2 separate regions of the Anas platyrhynchos genome follow, and region 2 is linked to region 1. The links are chromatin contacts, called in public Hi-C maps. All regions are on one chromosome and are shown on one strand. Each heading gives the region's core, a stretch centred on a gene start, on an enhancer-like site or on the middle of the called end of the contact. The rest is flanking DNA. Distances are from core to core; before and after follow the strand shown. Region 1 has its middle 21 kb from the start of TMEM263. Region 2 holds the start of RFX4 (regulatory factor X4).

Evidence for each region. A called contact is a pair of places that touch in the nucleus more often than the background predicts.
Region 2: a Hi-C map of liver shows a contact between it and region 1, with 2.2 times the contacts expected there. The contact joins the promoter of RFX4 here to the enhancer-like site in region 1.

The regions. Positions count from the first base shown.
Region 1 is chr1:56,928,179-56,932,410 of IASCAAS_PekinDuck_T2T, reverse strand. No RefSeq gene overlaps it. Among named protein-coding and RNA genes, the nearest start is that of TMEM263, 21 kb to the right of the region's middle. Within about 2 kb of position 2,165, at least 2 of the 8 cell types and tissues checked have an H3K27ac peak or open chromatin away from gene starts, as enhancers often do.
Region 2 is chr1:57,074,847-57,079,078 of IASCAAS_PekinDuck_T2T, reverse strand. RFX4 (regulatory factor X4) reads left to right here and starts at 2,206. Exons shown (of 19, transcript XM_072038359.1): 1 at 2,206-4,232.

The DNA of each region.
Region 1 (4,232 bases), core at 916-3,415:
CTTCCCTTTTCCCCTTTGCCATGGACTGCACTCTTCCCCGAGCAGGATGCTCGCTCCCTCTCTCTGGCGAATTTGGAGAGTGCTCCCGTGGTGAGAGCTGGCCCTCCAGGAGCCTCCGTGAGTACATTGTGTGTGGGATTTCATGGACTTCTGCTTAAATAGCTCCCTTAGAGAAGCTTTGCTTCTGGAAGTCTGTTTAACAACTTGCCTTGCCATAAGCCAAGTTTTAGGTGTGTTCTGAAATGTCAAAAGCAAAGTGGAACCTCACGCAAAACCTGTAACTGGGGAGGAACAGATAAGAGAGAGAAAAGACCCGTAAGTTCTCTCCAGATGTCTGAAATGGAGGTGAAGGTGATGCCATTTAAAATAAGCCCCGCTGGGATTGCCCCTTCCTCTTTGCCTGATAAACCCATTACAAATTCAAACAAAAGCAGCCAGGATCCACGTGCTTCAGGGCATCCATAAGCCCTCTTTTACCTTTCAGAGCTCGTAACAGATGCTGACCGTGGGCATTAGTCCTGGTCTAACCAAAAAGGCCAATTCCTAATTCTGGAAGCTTAAAAATACAAGTTTCTGCCATACAAAAAACAGGTAAACCTACGAATTTCAGAATCCAAACCTGAACGTAAACTACTGGTATTTTAAGGCTTCGGGATTATTTAATACTCAAGAAATTCTCTTGCCCGGTAACTCACAGTGCTGTGGCACGTCACACTTCCACGGGCATTTGGAAAAACTGTAGTTTGTTTATTTTTTTTTTCTTTTTCAGAAGAGAGCAGCAAGTGCCCGGATTCCCTCCTGTTTTCTCAGTCCCCAAATGTTCATAACACCCTGTTGGGGAGGAATAATTCCCATCCAAGTTGTAAAACACACTTATAAGTAGATGGGAAAAGCATGAACAGAGCTGGGCGGAAAACAAAACCGCCAGGAACGAGATCTTATTTTGCATGCTTCTCACTGTTGTATTTTTGCCCCAATTAGCATATTTTAAAGACAAGCCTTTAAAAAAAAAATTCTGCTATCTGCCTGAACTGTTCTGAAGCTTTGAACTTTTCCATCCTTTCCATTGATTATGGCCAAGTGACCCATATTTAAAAAGCATTTACAATAAAATTATAGCACTTTCTTTTGTGCTGCCGGCTTTCCCAGTGAAAAGCTAAAATGTTTTAAAATTGTCACTTTTTGACAGAGGTAATGGCTGTAATATATTTAGTCTCTTCCCCCTTGTTGTGTTTAAAATGGCTATGCTAATAAAGGGCACAGCTGTCGATACTTTATGGCCTGCTGGGGGGAAGAGGGGGAACGAAGGCAAAAAACAGATTGACTGTGTGTCAACAAATGCAGCTGGGAAAGAAAAAAAGAAGCCCCTTGAAGGCCCCTGCAACTTAAAGTCCAAGATAAATGATGTCCCTATGCTTAAAAAAAAAAAAAAAAATGGAGGTTGGAATTCAATAAAGGGAGGCTGAAAAGGAAACTGCTTAAAACTGAAAGCCTTTTCTCTGCCTCTAGACAGCTTACAAGAGAAATGAGCAAAACTGACCACAGAAAGAGGGTGAGCGGCCAAGAAAGAAAACAAAAGCCTATCCTGGAAAATATATTGCGTCAACGAATTATCTGAAGTGCATTATCGCCGGCGGGCGGAGAGCATACAGTTTAATGGAGATGCAACAACAAACTTTTACATGCCGCGGCCTTCGGGGGAGCGGGCTACTTTGTGCCTAGGCCAGAGGGGAGGGGAAAGGAGAGCTGTAATTATTCATAACAAATAAATAAGGCTGGGATGCAGTGGCCCACAGGGTGCTGGTGATGGTCACTCCTTTGGGGGCTGGGCCCTGTGCCCCACATGCCCCACTTGTAGTGGTCTTTCTGCAGGGTGGTGAAGTTTGGGGTATGCAGGGCCCGTGGGGCTCTGGTAATGGACCCAAGGTAGGTGCCTCTCAGGTACAGGCATTTGGCACCAGGGAAAAATGATCTCAGAACCACAGGTTGGAAGGGACCTCTGGAGGCCACCTGGTCCAACCCCTGCTCCAGCAGGGCCACCCAGAGCAGGCTGCCCAGGACCGCGTCCTGGCAGCTTTTGGAGATCCCTGGGAGCCCAGAGCTGGGCCCAGTGCGGCCTCACCAGTACTGAGCCGAGGGACAAGCGCCTCCCTCCTCCTCTGGCTGCGCTTTGTTTAATATTTCACAAGGACGTGTTGCTGGCTCATGGTGCTTTTCTCTTTCCTGCTTCCCCAGGGACAGCAGTCACAGGAGAAAATGTTGTTCCTCGGCCTAGCAATCATGCCAGGCCTCCTGTGGTTAACTGCATGAAGAATTTCTACCTATGGATGAGTGGGATGCAGAAACCCACCGGGGGTGGTTTCTCGGTGGGTATGTCTTGCATTTCCCAGATGCACACCAAGGGAACGGGTATTGCTGCATTAGTGCTGCTGCAACTCCTGCAGCTGCCTGGTGAGATCCAAGGCCCAGACACTCCTGGATTTTCTGCTTTTTGAAACCTTCTTCTCTTCTTTACATTCCTACTTCTGCCATTTCTCCTGCCCTAGCACCTCACAGAATCACAGAATTACTAGGTTGGAAGAGACCTCCTTTTTTCTTTCTATCATTCAGTGCCTTTCTTGCCTTGTTGGTAGTTCCCATTCAAAACAATAATAATAATAATTAAAAACAAAATAAAATAAAATCTTGAAAAGGTAGTCAAATGAGAAACAGGGTTATTAATTTTCTCTGTTTCCAAGTGGGTTTTATTTGTTTGTTTGTTTTGTTTTGTTTTTATGTGTGTGTTCTTTTTAACCTTTGCAAATTCTCTAAGAATGGAAGGAAGGAAAATAAGAAAAAAAAAAAAAAAAAACATGAAATCAGGAAAACAGGAAAAAAAAAATCCTGAAATTAAATAAAGCAGTCATGTCAAATTTTTACTAGAACAACAGAACATTAAAATGGCACAGAACGTTCTCATTTCCTTCTGTAATTGTTTGGGAGAGTTTTAAAAGGCTGTAATTTTTACTATTCCTGCTAGATTTCCCTTGGTAAAGCCCTTGCACCAGTAGACGTCAATACTTCCCAGAGGGTGTGTGTCTGTGGGATGAGCCGTTTGCATTCGTTTTTCTTTGCAGAAGAGTGGGTTTGGTGTGGCCAATGTGCAAGAGAAAAAAAGTGTAGCTGATGCCAAGGACAGAAAAGATTGCCTGCCTATGCATTGACTTCTCTGATGATGCCCTGTTTTGACTTTGGGATGCAAACTTCTTTGCTTGCGATTGTGTGTCTGCCTGTGAGAGCCCCACTACTTCTTTAGTTGGGAAAAAAAAAATGGAGAAACGCAGAAAAACAGGAGAAAAAAATGGAAATCTGACTATGTGACATAACCGATGTGGGTTAATTTTACAGAGAAAGGTTCTCCTGAAGCACAACTGAAGTGGTAAAGCTAAGTAGTTTCTAGGTTTCTGTATGGCCCCTGCATAAGTAAAGTTTAGTGTTATGAGGAAAAAGTAATGGTAGTAATTGGTGCAGTGCATATAGCTTGGCTGTAGATAGCTTGATAGTATCTGAATAGTAACTGCTGTTGGAGAATGTTATCCAAAGGACAGTGTCCAACAGGTTTCTGGAAGACCCATGGCCTGTCTATAAGCCTGATTTGGAAACAACCTTGAAGTGCTGGAGATAGCCCAGATGGTGCGTAGCGGTCAAGGCCAATGAGTTACGCAGCAGCTCCCTAATCCCTGCCCGGGGAATGCAGGAGAGCACAGCCAGCCACGAGGTGATCCCCTCCATACAGTGCTGGCGAGACCACGACCACGGCCGTCTTCAGCGCCCATAACTTAGGTAGCTGCCGAGGCCTGACGAGTCCAGCGAGATGATTTACGGTCGCATTGCCTAGCACACCCGGGGGAGGCCTGAGGGGAGGCTTGTGCCGGAGCCAGAGCAGATGTTTTCTGTAATTCCTGATTTGCAGACCACCGCAATTTTCCAGGGGAGGTGCAAACCCAGGACAGCGGCTGTTGAGCTCATAGGCTTGCTTTGTTTAATTACCATTCACAGACTGTTTAACGGGGCCTAGAGACACCAGGAACCACCAAGAGCCAGAGGTTGGCTACCACCGAATACCTCTGCAGGAAGGAGGTATGTAAATCCTTTATTTAGCATAGCTAAAGAAAAAGAAGAGTATTTTTTTGTGTGTAATTGGACACTGAAGAGAGAGACTGTGAGGTCTGGTGGGCTTGCTGTCACATGGA
Region 2 (4,232 bases), core at 957-3,456, 150 kb before region 1:
GCCACGGGGCACTTGATGAATTCCCTCCTCCGAAGAGGACGTGACTTGCCCAGGGCCACAGAAAGACTGTGCCAGAACTGGGATCAGGACTCTGCAGTCCCCAGGTGCCAGACACGTGCTTGCCTTAAAACTGAGCACTTCATCAAACCGTAAAACCCAGCCAGATGGTGATTCTTTGCTATTATCTGGACCAGTGCTGGGAGGCTTAATGTGTGCAAGGCACAGCAAAGATCTGGATTCCAGTTTCTGTGTCTAAGGCTCAGAAGCCCAGAAAATGGATCCAGGTTTTAGACCTAAGTGCTGCTAGAAGGTTGAGCGTGTTTGAACCCAAGTTCTGACTTTGGTCCATCTTTCTCATGAAAGGTGTCCACCTCAGCCTGGACCTGCCAGTTTCAGCGGGGAAGTTCATTCTTTGGGAAGAGGTAGAGGGGCACGGGACTCAGGACTGGCTACTTCGTCAACCTTACTCTGGCCTGTGTCCATGGACCTGGTAGAACTCCACTTTTTGGAGTAGCAAAGACTGCTGGAATCAGCCAGTGGAACAGTTTTGCCTCTCAGCAATCACTGAAGATCTCACCGTGTGGACTCAGGAGACGAGCACAACCTCTTTGTCATAGACACATACGAGCGTACATCCCTAGGAACACCAGGACTCTTAAACTCTCTCCAAACCCAGGTCAGAGCCAACACAGAGATTTTTTGCAGCTGGGATTTTTATATGGCTTCATTCCTGTCTCTAAGAAGTCAACAGTGAAGATTCCTGCTGGCTGAGAATGGCTTGGGTTGGGAGGGACCTTAGAGATCATCTAGTAACTCACACGGCCACCCTGCAAGTGGATTGGGGTCTCAGTTCCATCTTCAGAATAATCCTTCCGGGCTCATGAGCAGATCATTGCTCTTTGCATCTTGCTGGTGGGGGCGGAAATAAAAAAAAAAAAAACAGCTCTATATTTCTCCTAATTACAGTTTCTCCTTTATTCATTTATTTCCTGAGGCAGATACCTCTGAAGTGTTTGCAATGACCAATTCTTTTTTTTCTAATAGCTTCATTTTGAATGTCTTTGTCCCCTCCTCACAGTCAGTACATAAACAGACTGTTAGGTCCAAATCGAAAGCACCTCCCTGCTGCTAACAGCAGCAGCGACTTTGTCTTTTATTGCCATCAGTTTTGGGGAGCTGCTTTACCTACGCATCTGGTGTGTGGTAGTCACTGCCCACTCAGGCTTAACAAACAGCAAAACATTACGGGCAGAAAAATAACTCAAAAACTAAGAAGAAAGTAAATTAACGTGGTGAACAGTAAAGTCCTATTTTCTTGCAAAAACTGTTTTCTAAGAATGGAAATAGTTTTACCTTTAACTCAGAGTGAATTGAAAACTGAACTCTGCGTTCAAGCCTCACCCAGCCAGTCCCAGGCAGGCACTGAAGGTAATGCTGCGTGCTCCAGGCGGATCAAAAGAAACTCATTATCAGCCAGTCATCTAAGAGGATATGACAGCTTCACATCCAGTCGTTCAGCAGTCTGGAATGGTTCTTTTCTGTGTCTGTTGTCTATAATAGCTTTTAGGGCTGGCTCTTCTTCCAACACACAGTACAAATCCTCTGGTAACTAGTACCAGCCACACACAACAAAAGCCAGCTAAATCTGGTGTAAGCTCAGGAATCGATGACTCCTTGCCCTTTTCTGATACTGAAGTCAGCAAGAGACTCCCATGCCGAGTCTTCTGGGCAGCAGCCGCAGATGCTGGGATTCTGGGCTCCTATGGCCACAGATACTGCGTGGACCTGTGGGACCAGCCATGTGAATTCCCTTCCTCCAGGCAGGTTGAAGCTGACCAGCATGAGCAAGAAGTTTTCTCTGGTCCCTTCTGGCAACACCGGCACCACAGTTCTCCACAACGCTGAGAACTGGAGCTGAGCAAAATTCCTTTCACAAGCATTCATAAAATATCACTTCAGGTTGCCCAACACGCATCTTTGACAAAACTTGGCTTCAGACGTCTCTAGAGTTACGTCAAGCCAGCTGCAATTAATGTTACTTTTCTTTCAGGCTAAGAAGAAGGTACCCCCTGCCCGGTGCATGTGCAGTCCATCATTTGCATGCCTCAGCCCCTCTGCTCGTTTTCTCCCAGATACCTGCATATGTGCCTGCCCTAGCCACTTTCTCTCAGTGCTTGTGTCAATTCAAGCCTTTTGAAGGAATCAGTGCACATGTTTACCTAGGCAGCCTTTTGATCTTCTCCTTCTTCCAGTTCCTGCAGCTGTCAGCATCACACTCCCAAGCACATACACGGAGTCGATTCCAGAAGTCTTCTGTCAGCTTTCTCCATATCCTGTCTTTCACCTATGTGTACAGCTTCCTAAGGGGCGTTAATATATGTAAAGTAAAGTTAGCATTTCCTGTGCTGATAATAAAGGTAAGTGGGAAAGGGAAGCCAGTACCAGAAAAAAGAAAAAAAAACAAAACTTTTTTCTTCCATGGTATTTGCTCGGTAAGTGGAGAAAGAAGAAACGGAGTAATAGAACTGGGAAAGAGGGCAGCCAGAAGTGTTTGTTCGTTCTGAGACAGAGGCTGCAGGCTTAGGCAAGTACAAAAATATGGAACCGCTCACAGACTGCAGCCTCTGCTAAAATAATGAATAGTCTCACTATGCATGTGGCTGCTGCCAGCAATCCTACAGTCTGCTGAGATACTTGGGATCCAAAAAGATTCCCTGAGCCATCAACCCCAGATCCCTGGTATTGCAGATGACCACATTATATGACTCTTTTCACAAGACACTCACACATTACTAAAATTAATGTAGGTTCTCATCCCTGCTAAGCCAAGAGAAAACTTCTGTAGAACTTCAGCCTACTGTTAATAAATGTTTATACCCTTTTGTTCCCGTTCCAACAGTGTTGTTTTGTTGAAATAGCTCTTACTCCTTGGTATTTACCCCCAAAATATTTGTTAGATTCTGAAACTTATGTTTAGAGTCTAGTACCTGTTTAAGGAGCTTATGGCAAAGCAAATTTGTGTGGCACAATCAACTGCAGAATGGAGGACAGTCATGGAAACCTGTTTTTGAAATAGTTCAAATTATCTGGGCTATAAATTACTGTGAACTGTCTTATCTCCACTCTGTGTCGGCTTTGCAAAACCAGCAGCCTCTAGGAAAGGCTTTCTGTTCCCTTGATGACCCTGTCCTTCTCTCCAAGCACCTGCACAAGTTCATATTCGTCTTTCTTGAACAAAGGTGTTCCTTGCACAATAGCATCAGAGCCTCTCTCCCCTTCAAATACCTCATCCGATGCAGCATAGAGTTATCCTGTTTATTTTATGGTTTGTAGATGGTCTGCGTAGACAAGAATCTGGAGTGAAAATTCCCCATTGTATAGTTTTTGCATCCTTGCCAAGACCTGCCCTTTACTCTGTATCAAATCAAATCCTGCAGCTGACATTTTTGAAAGAAAGGCTAGTGCCATGCAGTCGTTCCATCTGTAAACTTCCAACTTGCTGCACATTAACTTAACCAGATTTTCACAGGAGGAGATGCCCCGCACTTTCAGAAGAATGATCTCTTTTATTAAGAGTCATGTGGGATATCCAGAAGCACAAGATGCTTTTATAAAAATGTAAGCGAAACCCAAACAAGTAACAATGAGCCATGGAAGGACACCAGAGTGATCTGACACACTGAGGAGGGGATTAGGAGAGCGGGAAGATGCCAGCATTGACATATTCCACAAGAACGTGAGGATAGGCACTAATCTGGAGAATGGGGAGTAAGCAGATCGCAACAAGCACCCCCGCTCTGACGGAAGCGCTGCTGATGGCGCTGCCCATGCACCGCCCCATATAGACCCCACATAACCTTGCGTTGTTAAAGAACTGACCGAGCCTCCAGCCTGTGCAAAATCCCAGCTGAATCCTATCCTCACCGCCCTAGAAGGAGCATATCCTTGTGTTCACATATCCTGTAGTGTGATTTTACTGATCAGCCCCACAGAAGCCACTCCTTGAAGCTTGGAGGAGGTAGAGCAGACCCCACCAGCACCACCATAGGTGTCCCCCACCTGCTGCCAACTCTTCTGGCAGCTGGTAACCTCTCTGTAGGCTGCTCCCCACAGCACTGTTGGAGCTTTCTGTATTTTACAGCTAACACCGATTTCTAAATCCTTTCGGGGCCGACCCCATACTCAAGGCCTACACCGCCCCTGAGGTGTCCCCACAGCAGGTTTGGGCCCTG